Regions from separate parts of the Mus musculus genome. Here all the other regions are linked to region 3. Evidence: chromatin contacts called from public promoter capture Hi-C data. All regions are on one chromosome and are shown on one strand. The core of a region is the stretch at or near the end of the contact, and the rest is flanking DNA. Distances in the headings are between cores, read along the strand shown.

Region 1 (2,722 bases), core at 8-2,507, 120 kb after region 3:
TGACTCTCAAGTAACAGGAGTCTGGCTTACAACCTGGGCTTAGTGCAGTTTACAAGTTTGGGCTTACTCAGTGGCATGGGAGATGGCTTTCAGTTTGTAGGACTGGCCTTCTGATGGCACAACTCCAGGACTGGAGAGTCAGAACAACAACTGAAAACAAATTATGCATAAAGGATGCTGAGGATCCCTGGGGTTTCCATCCCAGGCCCAAAGAACTGTCCTTTGTAGTCACTGGCACTCTGGGCGTTTGAGGGCAGGACCGCCACCATCGATAGGGCTGTGGGATCAGTCTAAGGGTAAGGAAGGATGGCCATTCGCCTTTGTTCCATGTGCCAGCCCTGGCTATGAACTGCATCTTTTCAAAGCAGGGGCAGGCAACCTATGGTTCATGAGTCAAATCAGGTCTACTATCTCTACAGATTAAAGCCGTTTTGGAACATGTTATGCCCAGGTCTACTATCTCTATAGATTAAAGCCGTTTTGGAACATGTTATGCCCAGGTCTACTATCTCTATAGATTAAATAAAGTCATTTTGGAACATGTTATGCCCAGGTCTACTATCTCTACAGACTAAAGTCATTTTGGAACATGTTATGCCCAGGTCTACTATCTCTACAGACTAAAGTCATTTTGGAACATGTTATGCCCAGGTCTACTATCTCTACAGACTAAAGTCGTTTTGGAACATGTTATCCCGTTTCCTGTTTGTGGCTGCCTTTGCTTTCTGTTATAACAGAACATTGAGTCGCTGTGAGAGGGCTCTCATTGTCTGCAAAGCCCAAATCATTGACCTTGACAGATGAGGTTTGGAGACAAATGATCTGGAGGCACAGGCACCTTTTTCTAATTTTCACAAGACTTTGACTTCCTGCCAAGGTGCCGTTTCACCCCAGTGATGATAAGCCTGCCTTTTTCTCATCACAGAGGTGCCTTCTGAGCTGATAACACTCTCAAGAGGCAACTCTAGTCCTGCCTCTAAGGACTCCCCTAAGAAGCCTTAGGGGAGCCAGGACTCTTGGGCCTTTACCCCAGCCTACTGCAGGCAGTTGCTGGACTCCAGAGCCAGCTCTAGGATGCCCAGCCACAGGCTTATTACCCAGCTAGGCTGTTCAGGGAGCTAGGGACTGGCTATTGCAGCTCCCAGAGGGGACACAAAAGCTTTCCTTGTTCTTTTTTTCAAATAGCTATGAAAGAGAAGGTTTGGCTTTGGCGCATTGTCACTGGCCATTCCAGGAAAAAAAAAAAAAAGTGCAAACTGTCTCATGACTTATTAACCACTTGTTTACACAGCAGGGATGATTGACACGGCTTATTTTTCTGCGGTTTTTCTTCTAATCTAAAGTGAAACATGAACTGTAGAATTCGTATGGTTCTCTTCACCTTTTGCAACCCAGAACCTGAGAAGGAAGTGCTGTTGGTCCTTTCGGTTGCCCAGACCCCATGGAACCCACTTAAAAGGACTGTGGAGTTGAAATCCCAAAGTATCCCTTATGTTCTTCAGGGAATCCCTGGATACAGCAAGACCAATGGGTTGTAGAATGGAAGGATGGAAGGAAATCAGAGGTGCCCTGCCTCTTGCCAGCTCTGGAATCCTCTGTCAGGCAGTTGAGAAACAACTCCAGTGAGGGCTGTGTGGCAGTTTTCCCAGGGTTCCTAGGAATTGGTGCTTCCTTTTCTCCTCAGCCTCCTGTGGGCAGGGTGTGTATGTCAGCAAAGGGTGTGAGCCCTTGTGATTCGGATTCCAGGGACTGGGGGCCTGGTAAGGATCATCATGCCCCTTTCAGCTTGCCTAACATGTGACTTTTACAAAGTTCTCATTAACGATCTTGTTGTGGCCCCCCTCCTCCGAGACAACATTGTTCTTCATATTCCATTAATTGCTGTATATCCCTGATAATTAAAGAAAAGTCTGTGGAATGGAAGGATAAATTGGATGGTCTGAACATCCTCAAAGAAACAGCATAATGGGTGCCTAAGAAGTTTTGGAAAAAAGAAAATAACTAAGCTAAAATCTGACAGTCTTGTTAAATTGTGCCACAAAGTGCCTTTGTGAAGCTGACTACACAGAATTTGAGCAAAAATGGGCAGAGCAGAGCAAAGTTTATGAGCACACTCTGGTGTTTGAGGCAGGGGAAGCTGTATCTGGGTAAGGAACTGCTTCTAGGTGCAGGGATATTATGGCTGTATTCCTTGGGAGACTGGGCTTTCTCCAGGACAGGGACTGTAGGACAAAGCACTGCTAGGTCACTTCTAAGGAGTCCACAGCGTTTGTCAAGCTCTAAGAGGACATACTTCATTCTTTCCTTCTTCTTGGTCTTAGGCCCCAACCTATGCTTAGAACCCCTGGGAATTGTGGGAGCTCTAGGACCTGGCCTAAATGGATCATGCAGGATATATCTGATCTCAGGATCTGTCTGAAGCCTGCTTTCTTTGAGAATTCCTGCTGTAATATCTATTCTTTATGCTCCCCCACCCCCAAATAAATATCTATCTCATCATTCCTGGAGAACCTCCATTGGCTATTGGATTCCTTTGTGGGAAAATAACTAGCCCTACTCAGCAAGAAAATCAATTCTCCTGGAGAAGTTAGAGGAGTATAGCTGCTATCAGGATACACTTAACTGAGTAATGTGTGTGTGTGTGTGTGTGTGTGTGTGTGTGTGTGTGTGTGTGTGTGTGTGTAAATGCGTGTGTACCTGTGTGTACCTATGTGCACCCATG
Region 2 (2,782 bases), core at 165-2,664, 98 kb after region 3:
TATTTTGAGAAGAATATACACCTCAATTAATTTTGGATATATTGGAGCTGGAATTATGGCCATGACCCTGAATCGAAAGAAAAATGAACAAGGTCCTTTCCAGACAGTACCTTCTGAAAGCCGATTTCAAAGATGGTTTTATTTAGTGGCATAGCTGCTCATCCCACTGAAGGGAAACACCATGGAGCTGGTCCAGTCACTCAGGAAACAATTACGAGCTCCCACATCAAAGCAGAGAGGCGGACAGATGTCCATCAGCACCACTGCCAGTGAGATCAGCTGATAGCTCATGGGTCACTGGGAAGTGTCGTCTGTGGGCTGTGTGGGCCATGTGGCTGGGACAGAAGAATGGCAGCTGACAAAGCCTGGAGAGCCTGGAGGGGAGCCAAGATATCCTTTGATCAAAGTGGAACTAGCCTCTACTTCCTCCAGTCACAGGAAGTCCTTGCCTCTGTTTCCATGAGAATTCAACACTGCAGATTTTAGCCACAGTTGCTACACATTCTGCAGTTGTCTGGAACTACTTCTACTTCTTTCCCATCTGTTATCCTGTCAGGTTTTCTACCCAATTCTGATAGTCAAGGAAGGATGGCTGTGTTTTTATCTGTTGTGAAATAGGAGCTCAGAAGAGAAGGCCTTTTCTGGGGCTGCAGAATTAGTCTTTTTAGTAATTTGCCAGAGACCAAAGATAGTGCTGGGTGTGGGGTCAGACTTCAGACTTCTACCAAATTCCAGTCTCAAAGGTTTTCCCCTTTGTGCTTGGTATGTGTTCTCTCGGGCTTCTTCAGGCCACTATTGTTGGAGGGAGGAGGGAACAACTTGTTTCTGTTTCACACATGATGCACAGAGACACTGAGTGACTCCCCAAGGGCCTTGGAGTCTCTCTAGCTCAGGATTTATCTTGCCATGTCTATAAAAGGACCATGGAGACCAGTGACTGCTGACTTCTGACTGGTAAACCTGAAGGAAAAGCTGGTTTCTCTTTGTGGGTGCATCAGGCTCATCCTCATCTCCTGTTGGGTTTTAGAATGGTGATGTTATTCCTCAACAGGCCCCACCCCCACCCATAACACAGATTAGGGCTAAGTGTTGACTCTTGGTCATCACAGCCTTATCCCTCTGGAAGTTTGGGGAGAAGTCCTAACATCTAGAGACTTCCTGGTTATCGCTGTCTCATTATGTTTTATTAGGTGGCCTAGAAATAATGTGGTGCTCTATGGACTCTGGTAGGTAACAGTACCATTTTGTTCAGAGATTGTGTCTGTAAGGAGAAAGAGAATGAATTCTGAGCCACTCTGCAGGCAGCAAGCTGCCTGATCGTTTGCTGGGGCTCTGCTCTCTCACACCAAGCAGCCTGCCTTACCACCCAATCCGCTGAGCTCAGACATTAAACTCTGTTTGAAGTTTTATTTCCCTCTCTTCTTGCTATCTCAGTGGGCAATCGCTCCCAGGACATTTCGTAACAAATAGCCTTTTCTGTTTTGGAGAACACAGACCCTTGGCTTTCAGCCTGCTAGTCTTTGACAGCCTAGCCTTCCTGAGCCTCATTCTCTCTTTTTCTTCTTTCTGTTCCTCCAAGTTGTTATGAAATACTTCTGAGAACCTCAGGTGTACAGCCCCTGGCCTCAACCACACTGGCATGAAGACCTATTTTCTGTTCTATTTTTTTTTCAGCTTCTATCCCATTTTCTTCCACCACAGGAGCTTGCTTCTGCAAAGTCTGAAATTCCATATGCTGTGTTTACAATTTTGAGCTTTATAGAGTTCCATAGGCTTAGTACTGAATTAGATTATCAATCGGAGACCTTGGGCACAGCAGGGCAGGGCTTGTCCCTGGCTGGCCAGTGCGGTTCCTTGGAACTTCCTGTGGAACACTTCCTAGATGCTGCTAGGGCAGGTGGCAAGCGCCACGGATTCCATGCTGGTTGGAGCTTCTGTTCTCTTCTCGCTCACAGACATCTGTTGTTACACCGACCCCCTGCATAACCTTCCTTTTTCAAATCCAAATCCAAACTCATGCCACAAATGTCTAAGTTGTTGCAAAGGTCTTCATTGCTCTTTCCATTAGATCCCAGTGCTCAGGAGCTTCTGTCCAAAGACTCCAAAGTTCATCTCTGTCCTGAATGCCCCTCCTCGTGTGCTTCAGCCCCCCCCCCCCCTTTGAATTGTGGTGGTGCTTGTGTATCTCCAGCCCTTGCTTTTCTAGCCTGAGCTGCTTCCACACCTCTTTCTGGACAATTCTTGTGCATGCTGTGATTTCTTCTGTCAGCTTCCCTGACTTCCAGTACACAAAACGAATGGTCCCCTCCACTGGGCTGTCTGAGCAGGCGAGCCTGAGAGCAAATTTAAGTAATTAGCTAGAAGGAGAAAAAGGAGCCAAGAGTGTTGGGAAAGACTTGGGAAATGTTGAACTTAGCCCGCTTTTCTGGAAGGCTGGGTAGTAAGGGTGTGTGTGGTGTGTACAAGTTGAAGGATAGGGTAGAGGTGGCCAGGAGTGAAATCAAAGAGAGAGGCAGGAGCCTTGGGGTGGAAGGGTGGCCTGCCGTCTGGAAATGGGAAGCTGAGTTCAGCAGGAAGCAACACTGGTTTCGTCAGTTTCAGAATGGGGGACTGGTTCTCTCTGTGGCAACAATGCCTTTTTTCCAGAATCCTCTTGTCAGGTGAACACCCACTTACACTAGGCAGAGGAACTTTCTTCCCTTAGCTTCTGGAAATTGACCTCCTTGGTAATAGCTTTGCTCCAAGAATCCTGGGATTTGGGGTTAGAGGGCAGCTGCAGACA
Region 3 (2,744 bases), core at 46-2,545:
ACAATGAATGCTCTAAAACAAAAATAGGTTGAACACATAATCTTATATTTAATTCATATTTAATCTTTTCACATGGCCAATTTTAATAGGTTCTTGCAGTGCATGTAGGCTGCCTCCTGAGGTTGAGAACAAAGTTGCCTCACCTCTTAGGACCTCACCTCACTAGTCACATAGCATTAGCTCACAACACACTGATAAGCATATTGACCCTTTATGACACAGGCATACAATACAACGTTTCAGAAAAAGTGACCTGATATTTTGCCCATGATGATCTTAAAAGTCTCTCCTACTAACATTCCAACTTCTTCATCAAAGTAGTTTAGAAAAATGTTGAAGGCACCTGGAATGTAATAGTTTCCCAAAGTAAGAAAGAGCTTGATTAAAATATTCTTCTAAGAAGACAGCAAAGCCCAGAAAAATGTAAGAGCACACTAAAGGTCAGAAGCTACCATAAATATTATATAAGAAACAAGAGCAAGGAATTTAAAAGTAATAATTGAAAGAACAAAACTTATGGGGTGGATTATCAGCAGAGTAGTATCAACAAAGAACGAGATGAGAGAACGTGGATAGATCCACAAAATTTACAAACCTGAATTGGTGGGAAACAGTCTAAAAACTCAGCAGTAGCCCCGGGACTTGTACTACAATGACAAATGACCTAAAATTCATGCAACTAGAGTTTCAGAGAAGGCAATGTGGGGCTAAAACACACGTTTTAAGAAAGAGTATCTGGAAACTTCTCAAAATTGGGAAGGGCATAAATCTACAGATTCAAGAAGCTGAGCTTCTCAAGCTGGGGAAATGTATACTATACTATTAGAAGCCATGCATTTTGTAAAACTAAAATAAAAAAAAAAGTTAAAAGCAGTGAAACAACACATCATATGCAAGGGTAAAGGTAATTTTAATGTCAGCAGATTTCTCAGGAGAATCCACGAGGGACAGTGTCGACCACAGATGCCTGGGGAGCCCCAGCGCAGACTTGGATTTATTTCTAGAAGGCTGGCTGCCAGCGCATTGGCTTATCCTTACCCAGGGAGCCTCTGGCGACCTGGCCACAGGTCGGGCGAGTGTAGTGCCATCGCGTACCGCACGGCCTAGCGGCTGTGCACGCGGGGTGATGGCAGCTCAGTTATCCTAGCACCACCCCATGCGCAGCCCACGTGCCCTTCCTCAGACAAACCACACAGTACTGGCAGCATCACCTCACCTGCCCACTCACAAGGTATTGGGGTCGTCCGCCGACGTCTCGGCAAAGCCTCACCAGACCCGGAAGTTCCGCCTGTACTGACGTCACAGCGCCGCGCCGCGCCGGTCCCGGAAGTCGGGACCCGTAGAACGCTTTGCAAGGATCTCCCGTGTGAGAGTTTGGGTGGCAGCTTGATGGGTAGGTGGTTTATAGTCAGCGAGATTGCTGGGAGCAGCACATAGAGCGTTTCTAGCATACCACCTGAATTTTACCCGCTCTCTGTTCTTTGTCGTTTTGGTAAACGAGTTTTTCCTCTCTTTGGAGGTTCTTTCATTCCCCCCCCCCCCCCCATCTGCCCACTTTTCCTTTCTTCCACCACCAGTTGCTTTTCATTCCTGACTCATGATCACAGGAAAGTTGACTCTCAGCTGACCTTAGTGCTAGTATTCAACTTCATATAGTATTCAGTTTCATATTCAGGATAATGCGACCTTCCAGAGCTATTTCCAGCTTACTACAAACTTCAAGATAGTATCCTCAACACTTGGTACAATTGTAGGCAATCAGTGTATTTCTGTCCCCCAAAATACTGTCGCCAATATGGCAGTATTATAGCCAGAAGAAGCATGGAACTTAGAAAGAAAGAAAAAAAAAACCCATAGTAATTATCACACATGGAAAAGCTTTGCGCTTGTATCCAGCACCTCGGTGATAGTACCAACATCACTTATATTTTAACTTAAAAATCTTTTTGTATATTAGTAGCCTGGAGCCTATGGACGCTGGAAGAGGGCACTGGGTTCCCTGGGACCTGAACCACATAAGCCTATGGGTCACCATGTGGGTGCTGAGAATCAATCCTAAATCCTGTGGAAAAGGAGTTAGTGCTCATAACTACTGAACCAACATCCAACTAGCTGTGGAATGTAAACCGATAAATATCTTCATAACCCTTTTTTATCACTTCTACTTTCCACATCCAATAGGTAACATTTAATGAATATAGAAAAAGATATTCATTGTGTTAAGAGTTTTTCATGAACTAATTTTTAAACCCTTAGCATTTCAGTGTGGTCAGTATTAACAAGTGATCACTAGAGTTTGGAGATATAAATACATAAAAGTAAATGATTATGTTACGGTGACCATAGGATATGTACCAAGTGGTGTCAGTTTTATGTGTGTAAATTTCCTGCCAGTAATGCTGTTAAAGGACTACTGACATATCAAGGGCGTCTTTCTGGGTATCTGTTCCATCCTTCTTTCATCCATAGACTACATGACAGAATGCATTGGTGCAGGATTTCTTTTAATTCTTGGATATGCATCTACGATGTAGCATCTAGGTGATTTATGTTTCTGATTTCACTGAACCTGTGCCAGAAATAACTGAAGCAATTCAGACTTTATAGTTGGCCAGAGATTATTTCTGTTAACTGCAGTGTAAAATGAGGTGCGAAGAAACTGACTTTCCCACAGTTAGTTAGGAGAGCTAGGCTCAGGTTACTTGCAGCAGTTTCTGTATTCTTCATGTTTTCTCTGGGCCATC

The links. Promoter capture Hi-C pulls out the DNA fragments that hold promoters and counts their contacts.
Region 1: a promoter capture Hi-C map of liver shows a contact between it and region 3. The contact joins the enhancer-like site here to the promoter of Ldah in region 3. A contact is called at or near these places in 5 of 39 promoter capture datasets (the 3T3-L1 cell line, 3T3-L1-derived adipocytes and liver), 4 of 484 Hi-C or Micro-C datasets (the MC3T3-E1 cell line, embryonic fibroblasts, liver and 1 more), 4 of 115 datasets of contacts at active chromatin or transcription factors (bone marrow-derived macrophages, embryonic stem cells, neural progenitor cells and 1 more) and 2 of 9 other capture datasets (adipose tissue and pancreatic islet).
Region 2: a promoter capture Hi-C map of 3T3-L1-derived adipocytes shows a contact between it and region 3, with 3 times the contacts expected there. The contact joins the enhancer-like site here to the promoter of Ldah in region 3. A contact is called at or near these places in 3 of 39 promoter capture datasets (3T3-L1-derived adipocytes and liver), 5 of 484 Hi-C or Micro-C datasets (embryonic fibroblasts, liver, nephron progenitors and 1 more) and 1 of 115 datasets of contacts at active chromatin or transcription factors (embryonic stem cells).

The regions. Positions count from the first base shown.
Region 1 is chr12:8,088,631-8,091,352 of GRCm38.p6, reverse strand. The region is part of intron 1 of Gm33037 (a long non-coding RNA gene); the gene reads left to right. Among named protein-coding and RNA genes, the nearest start is that of Apob, 110 kb to the right of the region's middle. Within about 2 kb of position 1,257, at least 49 of the 459 cell types and tissues checked have an H3K27ac peak or open chromatin away from gene starts, as enhancers often do. A contact at or near this core is called in 3T3-L1-derived adipocytes, adipose tissue, liver and 1 more, where this site is marked.
Region 2 is chr12:8,109,188-8,111,969 of GRCm38.p6, reverse strand. The region is part of intron 1 of Gm33037 (a long non-coding RNA gene); the gene reads left to right. Among named protein-coding and RNA genes, the nearest start is that of Ldah, 98 kb to the left of the region's middle. Within about 2 kb of position 1,414, at least 16 of the 459 cell types and tissues checked have an H3K27ac peak or open chromatin away from gene starts, as enhancers often do. A contact at or near this core is called in 3T3-L1-derived adipocytes and uterus, where this site is marked.
Region 3 is chr12:8,206,677-8,209,420 of GRCm38.p6, reverse strand. Ldah (lipid droplet associated hydrolase) reads right to left here and starts at 1,295. Exons shown (of 7, transcript NM_001364261.1): 1 at 1,217-1,295. Gm33037 (a long non-coding RNA gene) reads left to right here and starts at 1,288. Exons shown (of 4, transcript XR_381233.4): 1 at 1,288-1,393.